Regions from separate parts of the Drosophila melanogaster genome. Here region 2 is linked to region 1. Evidence: chromatin contacts called from public Hi-C data. All regions are on one chromosome and are shown on one strand. The core of a region is the stretch at or near the end of the contact, and the rest is flanking DNA. Distances in the headings are between cores, read along the strand shown.

Region 1 (2,872 bases), core at 91-2,590:
TATTACATTTAACATCGAATTTTACGAATTTATTAAGAACAACAGAAAAGTTGCGACTGCAAGGAGCAAACTCACAGCAAAGTCTACAAATCAAAAGATGAAATTAACTTAATAGATCACAATCAAAACGAGAACAAACCGAGTAATTATACGAGAGGGAGAAACAATTTTTATGTTTAACATATAATTAGCACAACAACTACAAAATAAAAACTATTAATGTAAAAACAAACGGCATTTAAAAAATATAAGAAATATTTAAAAATAACAAACGATTGTTTATTTGTTAATCGGCTGATGGAGGTAAGATAAAAACTTCTTTTTACAGTTCCAAAACTTTGAACTTTATTTTCTCAGAAAAATGGTTCAAATATTTCACAACTTTGGTAAATATGAATGCTAAATTAAATCAGCATTTCATCAACGAATGTAACTTATTATCTTGAATACCTGAACAGTATGTATTATTTGCACCCAAAATAAAGATAAGCCCACCCTCCATTAAAAAGAATTCATTTGAATATTTTTTTCATATTTTATATATTTTATTATTTTTTTTTTTTTGGTTTTTTTATGCGCACTTAATATATAAAATGAATATTGAATAATACTGAATGAAGCCAGATACTCACACTGAAATCCGAACGGGCAGAGCCAGGGGTAGTGCTCGAGATCGTCGGGAATCGGTGTAGGACCTGGAACGAGAACGCCCATGAGAACGACCACGCGAGTGACCACGGGAGCGACCGCGAGACCGGGAACGATCCCGCTTGCGGTCATCTCGCGTGTGTCTTCTCCGCGGCATGTGCCCCTCCTTCTCCGCCAGGATCAGCTCGCAGTCACTGTGGTCGGAACTGGAACTGGAAGATGAGCTAGTGTGATGACTATGACTATGATGTTTGCGTCCTCTGTGTCGTCGTTTACCTCCATCGGAGCTGCGGTGCTTGGACTTGGTCTCCTTGATGGAGAGTTGAGATTCCTGCTGCTGCTGCTTCTGGATCTGTTTCATCACATCGTTCAGCATTTTCTGGGCCATGTTGGCCTTTCGAATGAGACGCTCCATCGACGGCAAGGCCATGTCCTCGACTTCCACGGGCGTGGCATTTGGCAATTGGCCGCGGCATCCTTGACATGCATCCGGCCCTGCATTTGCCGCAGTTTGCTCACGTGCCACGTTATCGGATTGCGACATTTTTGCACTAGTTTACAACTGACCCGATAAGAAATTCACTCAACACTTTAATTACTGATTAACTACTGTTTCTCTGAACTGGATATAACTGCTGCGGAATCTGTTGCTTATGTTTCGACTGCTTCACTTGAACACTTGAATTTGACTGGCTTCTGCGGCATTCGGTCGATGAGCTTTTATAGGCAACTTTGGCGCCAAGCTAATCGCGACTTTCGGACTGTAAACATTTGCCTTTCTTTATCAGTCACATACTCATACAAACCACACGATAAATGTGACGTCATCTGAGCTATTTTTAACCAAATCGCATTCATGGGTTTTTGGGAAATTACTTCCATTGATCACGTGTTTTTAATGTTACATAATTTCATTGCCGAACGTAACCTCAAACATATTTCATATTTTTGCGAAATTCTTCTTACTTTTGTATTTCTGCATATTATATGCATTATAAATATTCTGCGTATTTTTATAAGCATACCTTTTATTATTTTTTACGATTTTGTGAAATATGACATTATTTTGATATAATTTTAATTTTGAATTTCGTCCAAGTGTGTAATTTTAAAACAATTATTTTATCGTTTTAAATCATCGAAAATTTTAAGAATATAAAGTATTAAGAAATTTACACAATTTTTTGAAAATGTTTTGGGATCTTAATAATTGCATAAATCAGGTTTAGCACATTATTTTAGAAATACTAAACGGTTAAATATTTTACAGAACTGCTATTTAATTTTAAGGTATAAGACTACGTATAAGACATTACCGCTTGAGACTAGTATTTTTATTGTGGTATTTTCATGATTGCTTTTGAATTGTGCCCGCCAAAATATGCAGTCTTAACCACAAGCGGTTAAAATCATTCCTTACGTTTACTTATATTTAAAAATCGACAAAAGGTATAATAATTCAAAACTATTAAAAAATTTTAAATAAAACTAAACGAGTCTAAGTTTTCTTAATCAAAATAGCTGTTAATATGGATAAGATATATTTGGCGCATCCAATAGATACATTTAACCGCTGAAGAGAATTAACAGTGTGATACGCCAGACTGTTAACAGACTGTTAAAACGCGATTTCCCGGCTTTGGTATTTTTACATTACCATCATTTGGTTTCTCTGATATTTTAAAAATCTATATAAGCAGCTCGCAACGCATTCTCTCTGTAATTTTTCGGGAGAGCGCAGCAGCGCGCGCTGTTTTTTCGGTTACCATTAAAAAATATTATTAAAGAAACATCGTTATAACTTTAATGCCAACGGAGTTGCGGCAATTGAAACTGATTTTTTAAGCAAACGAACAATAAATTCGACGTGGAGTGTGCTTCTGCTCGCCTACATGAAGTAATAGCGATGTATATTATGATTTAGTAAATATAAATCGATTTAATTAATATTTAAACTTGTTGTTTTCCGCGAGTGGGCGCGTTTTGTTACCAAGCCGCTATACGATTTTCGTTTTTCCGACTTTCCTGCGCGCCGAACGGGTTTTTCAACGAAGCCTTGCTGTCTTTTTCCTCGTAAGCAGCAAAAACAAGGCTGAAAAACTAAATTAAAGCGACTCGCTTCAGCTGCAGATTAATCGATGTGCGGCTATAGACTTTTAATTCGCAGATTCATCATCGATTTTTCCTTTGGGCTCAGCTGCAGTGCGCTAGTGTACGTGTATGT
Region 2 (2,841 bases), core at 314-2,813, 160 kb before region 1:
GGCCACCGCCAGCAAGGAGAACCGCATCTCAAAGTTGTACAAAAAGATTGCTGCCGGTGACAAGGTGGCCAATGTACGCGGCATCCTCAAACGCAGCAATGTACCGGCGCCTAACAATGATCACGATCCAAGCTACGGCTTTGCCAGTCGCTACTCCGATTCCAAATCGTATTTCAGGGCCCACAATGTGGACAACACCATACCAACATTTGTAAAGCGAGAGGATCTGTTCAACGGGGACAATATGTTCCCTGTGCATTTAAAGAGTCATGAGGAGATCTGCACGCCGCCGCAGAAAAAGCGCGTCAAGTTCGACGACACCTTGGATGCAGTGTCTCCGGTTTTGGTCGAGAAGCCTTTTGCTTTCTCCAGCGAGTCGTCCTCCGCCCTAAAACCCACATCTTTGCGTGAGCGGATTTATGATTTCTTTGCTAATCTATTCTAGAACTAGATGACATCAAACTAAATCGTATACAAACATATATCATCGTTTACAACATTTATACACATCAATAAATCCATTAACAATTATAATCATTTCGAGTGTCGCAGTTGGCAAATCTTTTGCATGAATTCATCCACAGCTGGTTCACTGATCTCTTCCAGCCAGTTGCCATTTCGCTTAAAATGCGACCCAATTATCACTGCGTGCGCATCTTTGTAGTAACTGTCGATATTATCCCTGGTCACCCCAGAGCCAATTATCAGGGGAACCTTAACCCTGCCGGATAGCTGCTGCAGATCTTCGGGACTGGCTGCATGACCCGTCGCTGTACCCGTAATGATGATACCATCGGTCATGAAGAACTCTGCCGCATGGGCCGTTTCCAAGAGACTGACATCGGCGGTTATGGCATGTGAGCTGTGCTTCTTCTTCAGATCCGTGAAGATGAGCACATCCTCGGCATCGATGAGCTTCCGGTAGCGCAGCAAATCGCCCGCACAGGCATCCGTGAAACCCTCATCCGCCACGTGGCCAAAGACGAATCCCTCAGCGCGTATAAACTGCAGCTGACTGGCTTTGGCAATGGCCAGTGCTTGTTTATTGCCGCAGGCGAGCACTTGGACACCACACGGAATCTCCTGGGGGATCACCTCGCGCACCGCCCGTCCCAGCCGAGTCATGCAGGCGACTATCTCGGCGCCAAGAAGACGCTCCGGCACATAGGGAATGTCGTGCATGTTCTCGATGAGCACGGCATCCTGCAAAAGGACTTGCCGTCAGTTTAAACAGCATGGAATATCACTTATGTATGTACATCCTACCAGTTGGTGTTTCTTATACAGATTCGCCTCGTAGATGGCATTCTCAATTGTCTGCTTCCAGTTGCCGGCGTATCGTGGCGTTCCTGGTGTTGTGTTTCCCGGATTAGTAGCAATCGGATTTGTTGGTTTCTGAGGCTTTGGTGTAGCTTCTCTCACCTGGCAGCGCATCCACGTGTATCATGCCGATTATTTTGCATGTTTGCTGTTTGAATACCTTCAGGAATCGTTGCATATTTGATTTTAAAGCGAAGCGAATGGTAGGAAAACCAAAGTAGTTTGCCGGCAAACAGCTGATAAGCGAACCAGGGATGGATGACATTTGTTTATGTTTTTTTTTGTAGATTAATTACTACAAATTAAAGCTAAAATAAAGAAAGTAACTTAAAAAACATTCAAAGCTTTTTAAAGTAAGCTAAAGTTAAAAATTCCAGATTTTTTAACACAAATCATATTTCATAAAGTAAAGTGATAAGTTTTCTCTTTTTGAGCAAAGACACTAGAATATAGTTATACATAGTTATTCTAGTGTCTTTGTTTTGAGTGATACACTTTGGAAGTTTTAAGTACTCAAAATCATTTAAAATATATATATTTTTTAAATTCAAAACAAAAACATCACGAAGTGACACTTTAAATAAATGGCGAGTGCCAGCGAAAACAATAATGACACTTTGGCGTAACAATGAGGACCGCTAACGGCGGCAAGGAAACCGGAAGTGGACTGAAAGCAGCCGGGAAAGAGGCACTGGGAATAGTAACCGGGGAAATCCGCCTACAAAGTCTCGCCGAATGAAAGGCTTCCCCATTTGGGCGGTGCACAGCTTCTGTTTTGTTCCTGTCGCCACTCAATTACATTGTTTCAGGCGCCAGGAGCCCGTCGTCCTTGAGTTTGATTTGGTTTGCAGTGGGTGGGGTTAGGTTGGAATGTGATTGTGTGGGTGTGGGTGTGGTATATAGGATGTGCTCCTAACTGGCTGGGCCCAGCGGAAACGAGTGTGCGCGACAGAATTTCAATTAACAAAGCGTGCGTACTTCTCCACCTTCGATTTGCATAACCCATACCCTGTAACCCGCATCCATTTCATAGTCGCCATTTGTTTGTTTACGCGCCATTGTTTTCCTCGCCATCGATGTTCTGCGATATCCTTTGTGCCAGCAACAATTGCGCTTTGTCCTGTTTGTAATATGCAAAAACGATTGTTGTAATGTACTCCAGTGCTGCGGTTCCGATTGATCGAGTTCCCATAAGAATGTGCAATCAAATTGAATTTTGTTTGGCACCTGATTGGCCAGCAAGGTCGAGCAAAGTTCGACACGGCAAACAATCAGGATATGTCAGTTAATTGATATGGAAAATAAATATGTTTGTTCCTTGCTAAAATACATTTGGATTTTTTCCTATCCCAAGTACCTGGCTTGCTGATTAAATCGACTTTCGTTTCGCTCGGCAAAGGACCTGTGCAAATATCCTGGGCCAAGTGGAAACTCTTTACCTGTTTGGCAAACAGTATAAATAATTTATAATCTGAGACCAGTGTCCTTTCGCACTTCCAGCCCACTTCCGCCGCACCAGTT

Evidence for each region. Hi-C and Micro-C count contacts between places; a contact is called where the count stands out from the background.
Region 2: a Hi-C map of the Kc167 cell line shows a contact between it and region 1, with 2.9 times the contacts expected there. A contact is called at or near these places in 13 of 107 Hi-C or Micro-C datasets (the Clone 8 cell line, the Kc167 cell line, the Ras3 cell line and 5 more) and 1 of 7 datasets of targeted methods (the Kc167 cell line).

Annotation. Positions count from the first base shown.
Region 1 is chr3L:7,156,567-7,159,438 of dm6, reverse strand. It overlaps CG8620, which reads right to left and starts at 1,340. Exons shown (of 2, transcript NM_144196.2): 1 at 925-1,340; 2 at 565-860. The coding sequence starts at 1,192. The coding sequence ends at 829. corn (cornetto) reads left to right here and starts at 2,366. Exons shown (of 8, transcript NM_168193.3): 1 at 2,366-2,872. It overlaps Dscam2 (Down syndrome cell adhesion molecule 2), which reads left to right. Exons shown (of 21, transcript NM_168196.4): 21 at 1-240.
Region 2 is chr3L:7,318,790-7,321,630 of dm6, reverse strand. It overlaps CG8607, which reads right to left and starts at 1,563. Exons shown (of 3, transcript NM_139843.3): 1 at 1,423-1,563; 2 at 1,267-1,349; 3 at 420-1,203. The coding sequence starts at 1,498. The coding sequence ends at 535. RhoGEF4 (Rho guanine nucleotide exchange factor 4) reads left to right here. Exons shown (of 4, transcript NM_139844.3): 4 at 1-532. The coding sequence ends at 445.